Regions from separate parts of the Mus musculus genome. Here all the other regions are linked to region 1. The links are chromatin contacts, called in public capture Hi-C and promoter capture Hi-C maps. All regions are on one chromosome and are shown on one strand. Each heading gives the region's core, a stretch centred on a gene start, on an enhancer-like site or on the middle of the called end of the contact. The rest is flanking DNA. Distances are from core to core; before and after follow the strand shown.

Evidence for each region. Promoter capture Hi-C pulls out the DNA fragments that hold promoters and counts their contacts. Capture Hi-C pulls out chosen DNA fragments and counts their contacts.
Region 2: a promoter capture Hi-C map of cranial neural crest shows a contact between it and region 1. The contact joins the promoter of Snx21 here to the promoter of Rbpjl in region 1. A contact is called at or near these places in 9 of 39 promoter capture datasets (the 3T3-L1 cell line, 3T3-L1-derived adipocytes, cranial neural crest and 4 more), 2 of 484 Hi-C or Micro-C datasets (palatal mesenchyme and pro-B cells), 1 of 115 datasets of contacts at active chromatin or transcription factors (large pre-B cells) and 1 of 9 other capture datasets (pancreatic islet).
Region 3: a capture Hi-C map of embryonic stem cells shows a contact between it and region 1, with 2.7 times the contacts expected there. The contact joins the promoter of Wfdc3 here to the promoter of Rbpjl in region 1. A contact is called at or near these places in 6 of 39 promoter capture datasets (the C10 cell line, embryonic stem cells, hippocampal neurons and 3 more), 2 of 15 datasets of contacts at CTCF or cohesin (large pre-B cells and pro-B cells), 11 of 484 Hi-C or Micro-C datasets (the G1E-ER4 cell line, cardiomyocytes, cerebellum and 6 more), 2 of 115 datasets of contacts at active chromatin or transcription factors (pancreatic cancer cells and stem cell-derived neural progenitor cells) and 2 of 9 other capture datasets (embryonic stem cells and macrophages).

Annotation. Positions count from the first base shown.
Region 1 is chr2:164,401,191-164,405,058 of GRCm38.p6, reverse strand. It overlaps Rbpjl (recombination signal binding protein for immunoglobulin kappa J region-like), which reads right to left and starts at 1,865. Exons shown (of 12, transcript NM_009036.1): 1 at 1,741-1,865; 2 at 498-600. The coding sequence starts at 1,762. Matn4 (matrilin 4) reads left to right here and starts at 241. Exons shown (of 11, transcript NM_013592.4): 1 at 241-568; 2 at 3,097-3,217. The coding sequence starts at 3,139.
Region 2 is chr2:164,784,012-164,787,879 of GRCm38.p6, reverse strand. It overlaps Snx21 (sorting nexin family member 21), which reads right to left and starts at 1,859. Exons shown (of 3, transcript NM_133924.3): 1 at 1,556-1,859; 2 at 1,025-1,182. The coding sequence starts at 1,814.
Region 3 is chr2:164,741,437-164,745,304 of GRCm38.p6, reverse strand. It overlaps Wfdc3 (WAP four-disulfide core domain 3), which reads left to right and starts at 2,038. Exons shown (of 4, transcript NM_027961.1): 1 at 2,038-2,276. The coding sequence starts at 2,219.

The DNA of each region.
Region 1 (3,868 bases), core at 616-3,115:
AGAGAGCTGGGAACTCCAAGGCTGTCCTTTTGAGTCCTTTTACCTTTACGGCAGGACCAAGTCTCGGCCTTTCATCACTCCAGGAAGGGACAGAGGAGGGCAAGAGTCGGGCGCGTCCTTGGAAGCCCAGGCAGGCCAGGCAGGCGGCGGTCAGGACCGCTCCGCCTCTTGGGGCTCTCCTCTGGGAAGTGTCTCGTGTAGGATTCCAGAGCATTCCGGCTGCCCGGAGTGTCGCCGCCCGACTCCAGCTGTAGCCCAATTCCGGCCCGCAGCTCGCGCCTGCAGCTCCCAGAGCAGCAGGAAAAAGGGGCGCCGTGCTTGCTGGGGCCCGAGTGTTGAGAGGAAGGGGGAGAACGCTCCTGCCAGTGGGAGGGGTCGCAGCCCGCGCTCCCCCTCCCCACCCTCCCGCTCCAGGTTAAATGCAGCTGCCGCTTGGGCTCGCCCTGGCTGTCTGGCATTCCCCACTTAGGGCAACCTGCCCACGCCGCCGCCGTTACCTGGTCCAACTCCCCAGGAGGCTGGGCCCGTCGCTCTGTAGCCGCACCTCTGAGCTGTCCGGCAGGCTCAGGTGAGTCAAAGGGCCCGGGGGCAACGAGGGGTCTGCAGGGAAGCCAGCGTAAAACCCGTAGGGGGACAAGTCTTAACAGCCTACGTGTCCACGTCTAACCTGCAGTACCTTTTCCGATCCCCCTCTGGCAAGGCCAACAAAATGCAGGTCCTCCTTCCCTAATCTCCCTCCACGCCTGGCACCTTCCCAAAGTGTCCTTTCCGGATTAGCTCTTGAACTCAGACCTCTTTGGAGCGCACTTTCCTTGGGAATGCACTTTCCCTATCCTAAGGGCGTCCGAGAAATTTCCTCTTCAATGCAAGGATCCTTATCAGGAGACCTGGGCTCACTCTAATGGGCCACTACTTCAAAGCAAGCCTTTGAACGATGATGACTCTCTTTGCCCTCCCTAGACCGCCCCCCCCCCCCCCGTGGAACAGCGGATTTGGAAAGCTGAAATTGAGAGGGCAGCTGTTTTGACTTTCTAAGAGTCCTGAGGTGCAAGCGACATCAAGTGCGTGTTGACTTAAGCCAAGAGGAGCTTAAGGGAGCCCTTAGTCAAGAGCCAACCCTGAGTTTCAAAGGCCCGGTGGAGCTATACTCAGATGTTTGCCCTGGGGTGCTGGCTCCGCTCTGGCCCACTCTAGAAAAGGCTTGCCTTTCCTCCTACCTCCACCATCAAGCCACTGGCACATCTAGCTAGCTTGTCACCTTACCACCACAGACCCTGCCAGAAGGATTTTTGTTCTTCTACCCTCGCTGGAAAGCCAGAAGGGAGAAGAATCTCGGATAGGAAGCTGGTCTGGAGTCAGAGCCACGCACCGGCCTTGCTCAGAATGGGCTCATTCAAGGAACTGGGGGGTTGAGGGAGGGGCAGCCGTGGGTTAAGGGGCGATGGCCTGCTCTGCCAAGAAACCACAGAAAAATGGATAGAGCAGGCTCAGTGTGCCGTGTGGGGGTGGGGTGGGGAACGGAAGAAAGGCTTAGTGATTCTTAGGTGCAAGGGAACCAGGCTTCTCTGGAGGAAGAGACAGGGGTGGGGTGTAGGGGGGTGAGAGCTAGGTTTAGTTCTGTGCCTGGAGCCCAGCTGGGTAGTCTTATTGGGCAGCACATTTTCCATCCGTACAGTGTGTGTGTTCCCTTAGTGGTTCTCAAGGGACCTAGTTAGGCTACACAGGAAGGAGAGGGCTCACCTGTTGTCTCCCTGGGGTCCATGGCTGCTCATCGAGGCCCAGGCCGCTCTCTTGCTGCCCTCTGGGCACATCTACCGCCACTGACTTCGATACCGTTCACACATCTAAGCCCCGATCCGATCCTCACACTGGATTTATCCTGTCCAAGCCTTATCTTCAAGGTCCCGGGACTCCCAGCGGCCTGTTTGCTCTGGGCAGGGACACCTGCTGGGCAGATGTAGGCTTCCCACGGCAGTAGAAGCCAGACCCAGCAGGCGCCCCCTGGCGGCCTCTCCTAAGAGCAGGCGAGAAACAGACACCGAGGCGTGTCTTGTGCAGGACTCCACTCTCTGGCCTACCACTAAGAACCCAGACCCCAAGAGCTGCTCTTTGGCGTGTGGCACGGGTTTGGGGGAATATGGGGAATGATTTCTGTCCGCAGAAGAAGAGAGTGTGGAGCACCTTAGCTGACTCACACACCAGATAGACAGGACTCTATCTCGGCCGCAGCCACTTTCCTGCTATAAGGCGTTGGGTAGCAGCATTTAATTTCTTAAAGCCTATTTCTGAATAGGGAGAACCGAACCAAAACAGCCTTAAATGTCGGAACTACAAAGAGGGTCAATGCCACAACGGAAAAGCACATTTAGCACTATATCTGGTATTTAGGAAGGGGTTCTTTCGGGGACTGGCAAGATGGCTCAGTGGGTAAAGGTGCTTGCTGTCGGGACTGACCACCGGAGTTCAGTCCTGTTTAATTCTGGGACACACACAGAGGAAGGAGAAAACGGACTTCAGCGAATTGCCCCCTGACCTCCACACGTGTGTGCCATAGTGTGTGAGCACACACCATATACATGTATATATATGTAACACACACACACATATATGGTGTGTATGCTATATAATATATATGATGTGTATGATCTGTAATATATATCATATATATGGTGTGTGTGTATATATATATATACACACATATGTATATAATTTTTTAATACAAGCGTTTATCTCCTTTTGAGTTTTATGTATTTTTATCTACTTCTTATTAACTTAGTGCCCTGTAGTTCTGTAAAATGCCATTTTTTACAAAGGCTCCTCTGTGAGTTTCAGCAATCCCAGTGTGGTGACATCAAAAAATTATCATGAGCCTTTTTGTTTTGTTTTGAGAAAGAATCTCACTATGTAGCCCTGGGTGGCCTGGAACTCACTATGAAGAACAGACTGGTCCTCAAACTCCCAGAGATCTGCCTGCCTTTGCCTCCCGAGTGTGCAGCTATGCCTGGCAAAACATTTTGAACATACGCAAAGCCAGAGTGTTCATCCCCTGCAATAAAAGCACCGTCAAAACTGTTGCTTTGCGACCTTCTTTTCTAGCTGCAGGCTGTGACACTGTGGTTCGTCATCCTTCCAAGCACCATGAGAGGCCCCTGCTGCTGGCCACTCTCTCTGTTGCTGCTCTTCCTGCAGTCCTGGGAAACTCAGCTCCAGTCTGCAGGTGAGTTGGATCCCAGCCCTCACCATGGGAGGAAGGGAGCAGCAACGTTCTCTATCCACAGTGAGCCAGGGTTGCCAGGAGGGGTTGGCACACTGGTGGAAGGATGGGTGTGTGTATGGGGGGGGCGGGCTTTAGAACACAGGCTGGATTCGGGCTTCATCCCTCCCACTTCATCCCTCGGGCGGGCGCTGTTTCCTCAATTGTAGTATGTGGCATAGTTTTGGGTTCATTCGGTGTCGACTTTTATTGAAGCTTATTGAAACCATGGAAAAATCAGGAGACTCCACATTAAAAAACAACCCTATTTGAGAATTTTCTTGAACAAAACCAACCAACCAAACAAACAGACCAGGGACCTGCTTGCTGGGACAATCCAAGTTATCAGAGATACAGGAGATGAGATGTTCTAGATATAATCTAATCAGTTCATTCATTTATGGTGTCTGGCTGGCTCATGTAGGCATTTGAGACAGCGACATCTCTTTGTTCACTCCTCAATACATAACACAGACTCAGAACAGCTCCCAGAACTGCATGCGCGCGCGGGGGTGGGGTGGGGGAACCTTGTGTGATTTCCTGGCTCAGGTCTCCTCAAATGATGGATGAGTAACTGTATCCAAGGCTAATTTGTTAGGTTAAAGACATGCTGGG
Region 2 (3,868 bases), core at 610-3,109, 380 kb before region 1:
TTGTTTTGAGACAGGCATGGTTTTCCGTAGCCCAAGCTGGTCTCGCTTAGTATCCGGACTGCCCTTAAACTGACACATTTGCTCTACTTCCGAACTGCATGAGCACACTCAGCTCCGGGCAATTCCCTATCATTTCCGGGGTTTGGGATAAAGCTCAGAGGTCTGCAGCACTATAAGCAGCTGCTATATCAATGAGATACATTCCAATTTGTTGTTTGGCTTTTTTTTTTTTTTTTTTTTTTTTTTTGAGACAGGATCTAAATATGTAGCCGTAGTTAGCCTTGAACTTGGGGGCAGTCTTATTGCTTCAGCCTTTCAAGTCCCTGTGCAATATTTTTTAAATGGGCCTACATTTTGCACACATATCAAGTGAAGTTAGGTGTGGAATTTTCCACTTGCGGCCTCACGTGGACACTCAAATGCTTCAGATTTTCAAGCATTTCAGATTGGGGAATTTGACACTATACAGCTACAGTTTTAATCTATCACAGTGCCAGACAATGCTAAGGTTTCCCTGCGCCTGGCCTCATTTACCTCCTATTATAATCCCATGTATTGCCTATTGCTCAAAAGAGGAAACTGGGGGCCACTGAGGCCACAGAACCCACCCAAGGGGAAGCCACTGGTAAACACAGGGGATGTGAATCAAGACTGGTCTGGATCCAAAGCCCATTTCCTTAATCCTGACCCATGCCACTGGGTCTCAATACTGTGTCCTGCTGCGGTTGACAGAAACCCACAGGGTACAGAAAGAAACACACATCAGTTCTCGTAACCTCAAGACTAGGACAGGAGGCAACTCCTAAGGCCACATTCTCAGTTTTAGAGAAACTAAGTCATTTGCCTGAGGACGTGTTCAGTTGACACCCATCTTCTCATCTGGTCTCAGTTCCCCCAGGTGTAAAATAAGGACATCCTTTTATAACTGCATGGCCACGACCCCCGCCCCAAAATCTGTGCTATTTCCTTTCTCTCAGCTAGACATCTAGACTCGCTGCTCAAGGGTTCCTGGAACCTCACTCACCACGTACTTGGAGGGAGGGTCTTTGACAACATTGGCGCTGGTCACCTCAAAGAGCAGCCTCTGTGGAACTAGGGTGTTCCGAGACTTTTTCCAGAAATCCTGCAGCTGGCGGGCCAGGAGTTGACTGCTCCGTTGTCCATCAGGTGGGGGACTTCGTTCTGCACAAGCACATGACCCGTCATTATGGGGGTGGCTAGCTCCAGAGTTAACGTAAACAAAATGCCATGACCTCATTCACAGAAGCGAGATGTGCTTCACCCCAGCGCCTGGCTTACAGTGGATGCTAAACCTCCACCCGAAGCAGCTAGCACACACGTTTGTTTCCCTGGTCCTGTGCATTTAATATCTACAAAAAACCCGAGATGGTGTGATTCCCATAGTGTTGTGAGTCAAGGTCACACAGCCAAACCGTGTCTGGAAGAGCTTATAGTGTCAATAGTTTCAGAGAGAAAACTCAGGATGCCCTCGGACCGCGTCCAGCGGGGAGGCCTAACCGAGCCCCGGGGTTCCTGTCTGTCCTCCCGCACTCGCCTGCGTCTTCTCCCGATGCCCCGTCTCCTGAGGGCGGCGAGTCGAGGCCCGCCTCGTCGTCCTCGTCTTCGTCGTCAGGGTCATCCTCCGCACTAGTGAAGCTGAGGGTGCCACTGAGGCGGGAGGACAGGCCCTCGGCGTCATCGTCCTCCAGCTCTGAGCTCTCAGGGAACTGCTCGGCCTCTGGGCCCGCCGCCGCCTCCCCGGGGCCATCGCTGGCCAGGGCGTGTCGCAGCCGGTGTAGGAGCCGCGAGGCCATGGCACCCAGGGGGGAGCGCGCCACGCTGGGTCCAGGGCTGAAGAGGGAGGGGACCCCCGCCCGGAGAGGGACCCGGGGGCGTGTCAGGGGCGTGGCACAAGAGGCCACGCCCACGGGCCGCGGCCGCTGGGGACGTGCGGGAGGCCGGCCTCTGCCCTGTTCCTCCCGCAGGCCGGGACGCGCCTCCACCCACCGCGTCCCAAGTGCGTTCGGGGCGGGCTCCCGGGATTTGGTGCAGCAGCCTGGCGGATTTAAGAGGCTCTCCGCCCAGGCAGCTCACGGCGCCGCCTCGCTGCTTCCTGCCGCCGCTCCGCCTCCGCCCCGCCAGCTCCCTCTCCCGGAGCTGTTAGAATCCCAAGCCGCTGCCTGCGGGAGGGACGCGGAGGGCAGCCGGGCGGGCCAAGGCTTCCCCCGAAACCCAGCCGGATCGTGGTGGCCGCGCCCCCTCTTGGACTCGCCCACCCCTCCTGGTCTCCTGAGGCCGCCCCAAGCTTTACCCCTAATCTCCATACAGTGCCATGTAACTTTACAGTGTAATTTCGCGGCATTTGGGAGCTCGGCTCTCCCTTGAGTGAAGCTTGAAATCCGGTTTCGTCCAGCCTAGGTTTTCTCATATGAAACAAGAATACTAATACTCATACTAAATTTTCACTCATACTAAATTTTCAGCTCTTGTAAAAACCCCAGTCCGGTGCCTGTGTGAGAAACCTAGCCCTTCCCAGTTTCGTTTGAACTTAACCTGGGGGAAGTAGTCAAAGAGGAAAACATCCAGAGAGGCTGTTACTTGTTCAAGGTTGCCCAGTTTGTCAGAGATCTCTAGCGTGGGAGCTCTTGAACTGATTTATTTTCCCACGCGTGCGGGGTTGCTTGGGTAATCTCTATAACTCTCTTGGAGAACTGCAGTTTATCTTTTACTGCAGGGTAGCAGTAGTCAGGAAAATGATTGCTGATCCCTGTCCCAAGGCTTACATGTCAGACCTAGCAGGCAGATTTGGCTAGTTAGACAATAAAACAAGTTATCTCAAAGGCCAGGTGTGGTGCTCCTGTGGCTCATGCCATTAATCCTAGCCCTGGCTCTCGGGAGGCAAAGGTAGGAGGATCATTGTGAGTTCAAGAACAGCCTGGTTTACTGTTGAGGTCCAGAACTAAATAGAGACCCTGCCTCAAAATTATCTCAGACAGTATCAAAATTAAGTATCTCCTATCCCCTTTTAGGGCGTGGGAGAGGGATGGAGGATATGAACGGAAAGACCTTCCTGGCCTTTACTGAACAGAAGGGTCTCAGATTTTAGCACTCATGGCGTCTTGTAAGTATTTCATACACTGTCACATGTCAGTCTCAGAGGATGAAGTTACAGTAATGATTATTTTTCTAAACGATTTATTTATTTCATATATGTGGTTATACTGTCGCTGTCTTCAGACACAGCAGAAAATGGCATTGGATGACCATTACAGATGGTTGCTGGGAATTGAACTTAGGACCTATGGAAGAGCAGTCAGTGCTCTTAGCCACTGAGCCATCTCTCCAGCCCCTCCCCCCCCCCTTGATGGTTCTTTTTTAATATGAGGAAACTAAGGCTGAGACTGGAAAGATGGTTTAGTGGTTAAGGGTGTGTATTTAGAAGAACTCTGGTAGAAGACCAGAGCTTGGTTTTCAGTACCCAAACTGGCAGTTATAGGCGCCCTCTTCTGGCCTCCAAAAGTTCCTGCACACATGTACACAAAACCCAAACACAAATACACATAATTAAAAACAGAATAAGTCTTAGAAAAAAGCCAGGTGTGGTGGTGCACACTTTTAATCCCAGCATTCGGGAGGCAGACAGGTGGATTTCTATGAATTCAAGAGCAGCCCGGTCTGCAGAGTGAGTTCTAGGTCAACCACGGTCACATAGTGAAACCCAGAGAGAAAAGGAGAAACGCTCCCATGTGGCGGAAAGTAGGGGAGCTGGGGCTTCTTAAGCTCACTGGTTATTTGAAGTTCTGACTACTCTGCATTTGCAGACTGTGAGGACAAAGGAGACACCACATATTTATTTCTACTATTGGCT
Region 3 (3,868 bases), core at 789-3,288, 340 kb before region 1:
ATATGAATTTTGTGTTAGGAAAGATCTAGATTCCAACCTGATGTGATATGATCGTTAACGTTGGATAGGGCCTGGTGTGATAACATAACCCCAACACCGAGGAAGGAAGTAGCTGTGGTGTAGAGCTGTCTCAAAGCCAAAGGCTAAGAACATTGGCTGTGGGACTGGATCGCTTACCGCTATTCTCCTGCATACTAATTGCACGGTCATTCGTCCACAGTTTCAAGTATTCCAGCCTGGACCATGTAACTAAGGATCTGCCTCCACCTCCACAATGCCGGTTCACAGGCATGCCACAGTCCACGTTTGGTTTATGTCGTGTTGGAAATTGACCCCAGAGTCGTCATATGGTTGATACTAGGGCTGGATTATTTTATGCAAAGCACTTAAAACTTTGGTATAAGTAACTCCTTAAATTATTCTAATATAATAGTAATTTCCAGCAACCGTCACTTAAGGACTTTTTCCTCTGAAATATTATTGTATGTATTAAAATACTGCATATAAAACACATATTAGATAATCAACAATGCCAGTTTTGTTCCATGTTCCAACGTCCACTTTTATTTTTTTAGGTTTACTTATGTGTATGAGTGTTTTGCTGGTATGCATGTATGTATGTACATCATTTATGTACCTGGTATCCGCAGAGGTCAGAATAGGGTATTGGATCCTTTGGAAATAAAGTTATGGATAATTGTAAATTTCCCTGTGGGTGCTGGGAACTGAACCCTGGTCCTCTACAAGAGCAACACATGCTCCATGACTGCTGGGCCATCTTTCTAGCCCCAACATCCACCTTTTAACAAGGCACTTCCTTGCTTTAAACAATGGTGGCTTTTTTGTTTTTGTTTTCCCTTAGGCAAGACCCTCCTCTGTAGCTCTAGGCTGAGCTTCAATTTAGGCCCAAGCTGACAGTGTAATCTACCTGTCTCTCTCTGCCTTCCCAAGACTGGAATGGCAAGCAGACACTACCATGCCTGGCTTTGGATATATGAAGATAGTCTTTTGTTGTTACGTTTTTACCTGTACTCTGCCCTTAACCTTACTGGGCTCAGCGGTGTCACTGGACACTATTAGATATCACAGCCAATGGAGGACATGTGCTATACAAATAAAAAGAAGCAGGGGAGAAGGTGACAGAGGAGACATGAAAGACCGAGTCATCGCAGCTGCCCTCTCTAATTTTGATGACTATCTTTCATTTTGTCTAAGAGTGGCATATGTGGTCCACAGGGACCAAGCTGCAACCCTTTTGTTTTCTCATATTGATGCTGAAACACTCCGATGCTCCTCTTCCCGGAGTTGGACATGGTGTCAGGCTTAAGTTACATCATTAGCTCGGCTATTTTCTTCTTAAGTTGTCTTTCCAGTTCCTCCCTGTCGAGGACTAGGTGCAGAGGCCCCTCTCCAGCCCATGGACGGAACAAGGAACACTGAGCTTTTGTTCCCATCAGGGTCATTCTTGGCAAAGCCAGCAATGGACTGGCGCCAGGGCTCTGGGGGGCTGAGGCCAGGTTTCCACGTAAGCTGTGGTTAAATGTTCCAGACCTTGAGACATGAAATGCTTTGCTTACTGTACCAGAATATACCTTGCAAAAGAGGAGCTAGTGCTCCCTGTAATTCTGCTGTAACTACCTGTAACCTACTGGTTTGTATTCTGCTTCTCCATCCGAGGCTATGTAAAGAGTGGTGACATTAATAAACTTGCTGGCTTGAGTCATCGGCCATTGACCCTTCACACCCCCAGCTTTGGACTGTTTATTTTTCTTATCTCTGGTCCTTTCTCTCAGAATCCCAGTGTGGACCCAGCAAGAACCACTGGTCTGGTTCACCCTCTGTCATTTTGACTGCAACTGAGTCCTTCCAAAGCCCTTTTGGTCTCTCTTTGACCTTTAACCCAGAGGCTACCTCTCCATTTTTCTAGCTTCCCACGGGACCTCATCACTTGACTAAGAGTGTTAGGTATATCCCACGGCAGCATTTGGTCCCTCCCATCACATGTGCTCTTTGGTAGTGCCAGGAAATTTCCCACACGCCAGCAGCCAATCACTGTTCTCATTGTCAGGAGAAGCTGTTCTTAGGGGATAATTGCTTCAGAGAAACCACTGGGATTAGATTGACAGGAGCTACTTAGTCCTTCCTTCTGCTGCTACCTCTCCCCTGAACTGAGCTCCTGACTCTCATAGCCAGCAGGACGTTAAGACACCTCTTCCTCATGAAGGCACTTCTTGCTCTTGGGTTCCTGGCATCTTGGGTAGCTGCAGGAGAGCACGGTGAGCTATCATTGGGGGGGTCCTTGGCTAAAAACTAATAGAAAAGTTAACCAGGGGAGTGGAGAACTCCCCTCTAAAGTTCCTCATTTGTGGAGCTGATCGTCTCTGTAGGAAAAACTGGGTGGAAAGTGAGGACCAGTTGTCTTGCAACAAGGAACTAAGACTTACAAGTTATCTTCTAGGGCAGGACCATGCAATAGTCCCCTTTTCTCTGTCTGTCTTTCTCTGCAGCACGCATGGTTTATTTGTCTTTTAGTAGTGGTAGTGGTAGTAGTGTGCTGGTATCTGTGTGGCAGGAAGAGATGGAGGTTGCAGAGATAGTCTACATAGGGATGCATGGAGATACTGAGTTCCTTGAGTACAGTTGACTCTCATTCCCTAATTGTTTTTTTTTTAAAGATTTGTTCATGTATATGTCTCTCTCTGTGTATAGTGTGTGTGTGTGTGTGTGTGTGTGTGTGTGTGTGTGTGTGTGTGTGTGTGTTCAGAGGCCAGAAGAGGGAGTGGGGTCCCCTTGAGCTGGGGCTACAGATGGTTGTGAGATGCCAGAGATTGGTGCTGGGCACCACATTTGTGTTCTCTGGAAGAACATCAAATAGTTTTGATGTTAACAGCTGAGTCATTTCTTCAGCCTCCAATTCCCATTTTTTTGAGGCCTACCCAATTATCTGAATTTCTAAGAAATCTCTTTCAGCTAAAGAAGAACAGTGTCCTACTGATCAGGACCCATGCAAAGATTTGTGCCAGAGCAGTAGGTCATGTCCTGCTGGGCAGAAGTGTACAGGCTGTGGTAGAGCCTGCTAAGCAGACCTCCCTAAGGGTACATAGTCATGATGGGCAGGATCCCAGTGGGTTCCTTGGCCCCATCTCTCAGATGGAGAGAACCAGAGAGTTTTTCAGCTGCTAGATCATCTCCAGACCCCTGGCTGTGTGGGTTGCCTCTTTCTCCCTCTGAGGTCTCTAACCATTCCTTTTCCCAACTCTTTGTCTTGTCATTGATGGCCCATATTGTTTGCTGTGGACTGTAGTATGCTTGTAGCCTGGGAAGGTGGGTGGGTGAGACACTCAGCAGGCGAAGGTGCTTGCCTACCTGATCAAAAACCTGAAGACCTGGGTTCCACCCCCAGAAGCCACGCAAAGGTGGAGAGAGAGAACTGTCCTCTGAGCGCCACATGGTTGCCTCAGGACCTCACTGTGAGTCCATGCTGACCCCATACTCATGATCCTTCTGCGTCTGCCTCCTGAGCGCTGGGATTGCAGGTGTGTACCATCATGCTTGGTTTCCCCTCCCCGTCTTCGAAAGTCAGGGTCTTGCTTCGTAGCCCAGGATAGTCTTAAACCTGCAGTCCTCCTGCCTCCCCTTTCCAAAGTACTAGGATTCTAGGTGTTAGATCACAGCGCCTCCAGCTACCTTTCTCATTCTCAGAAACCCGGCCCTGTCTCCCCTGGGGCTCTGGTCTCTGCCTCTTTCTGATACAGCAAGCAAGGACTTGCAAACCAGTGTTCTTCCTTAGCTTCCTAAAGACTCTGATGCCTACCCTGAAACAGGCCTTGCGTTATGGCCAGGCTCCCGCTCCCTCTGAACAGTTATA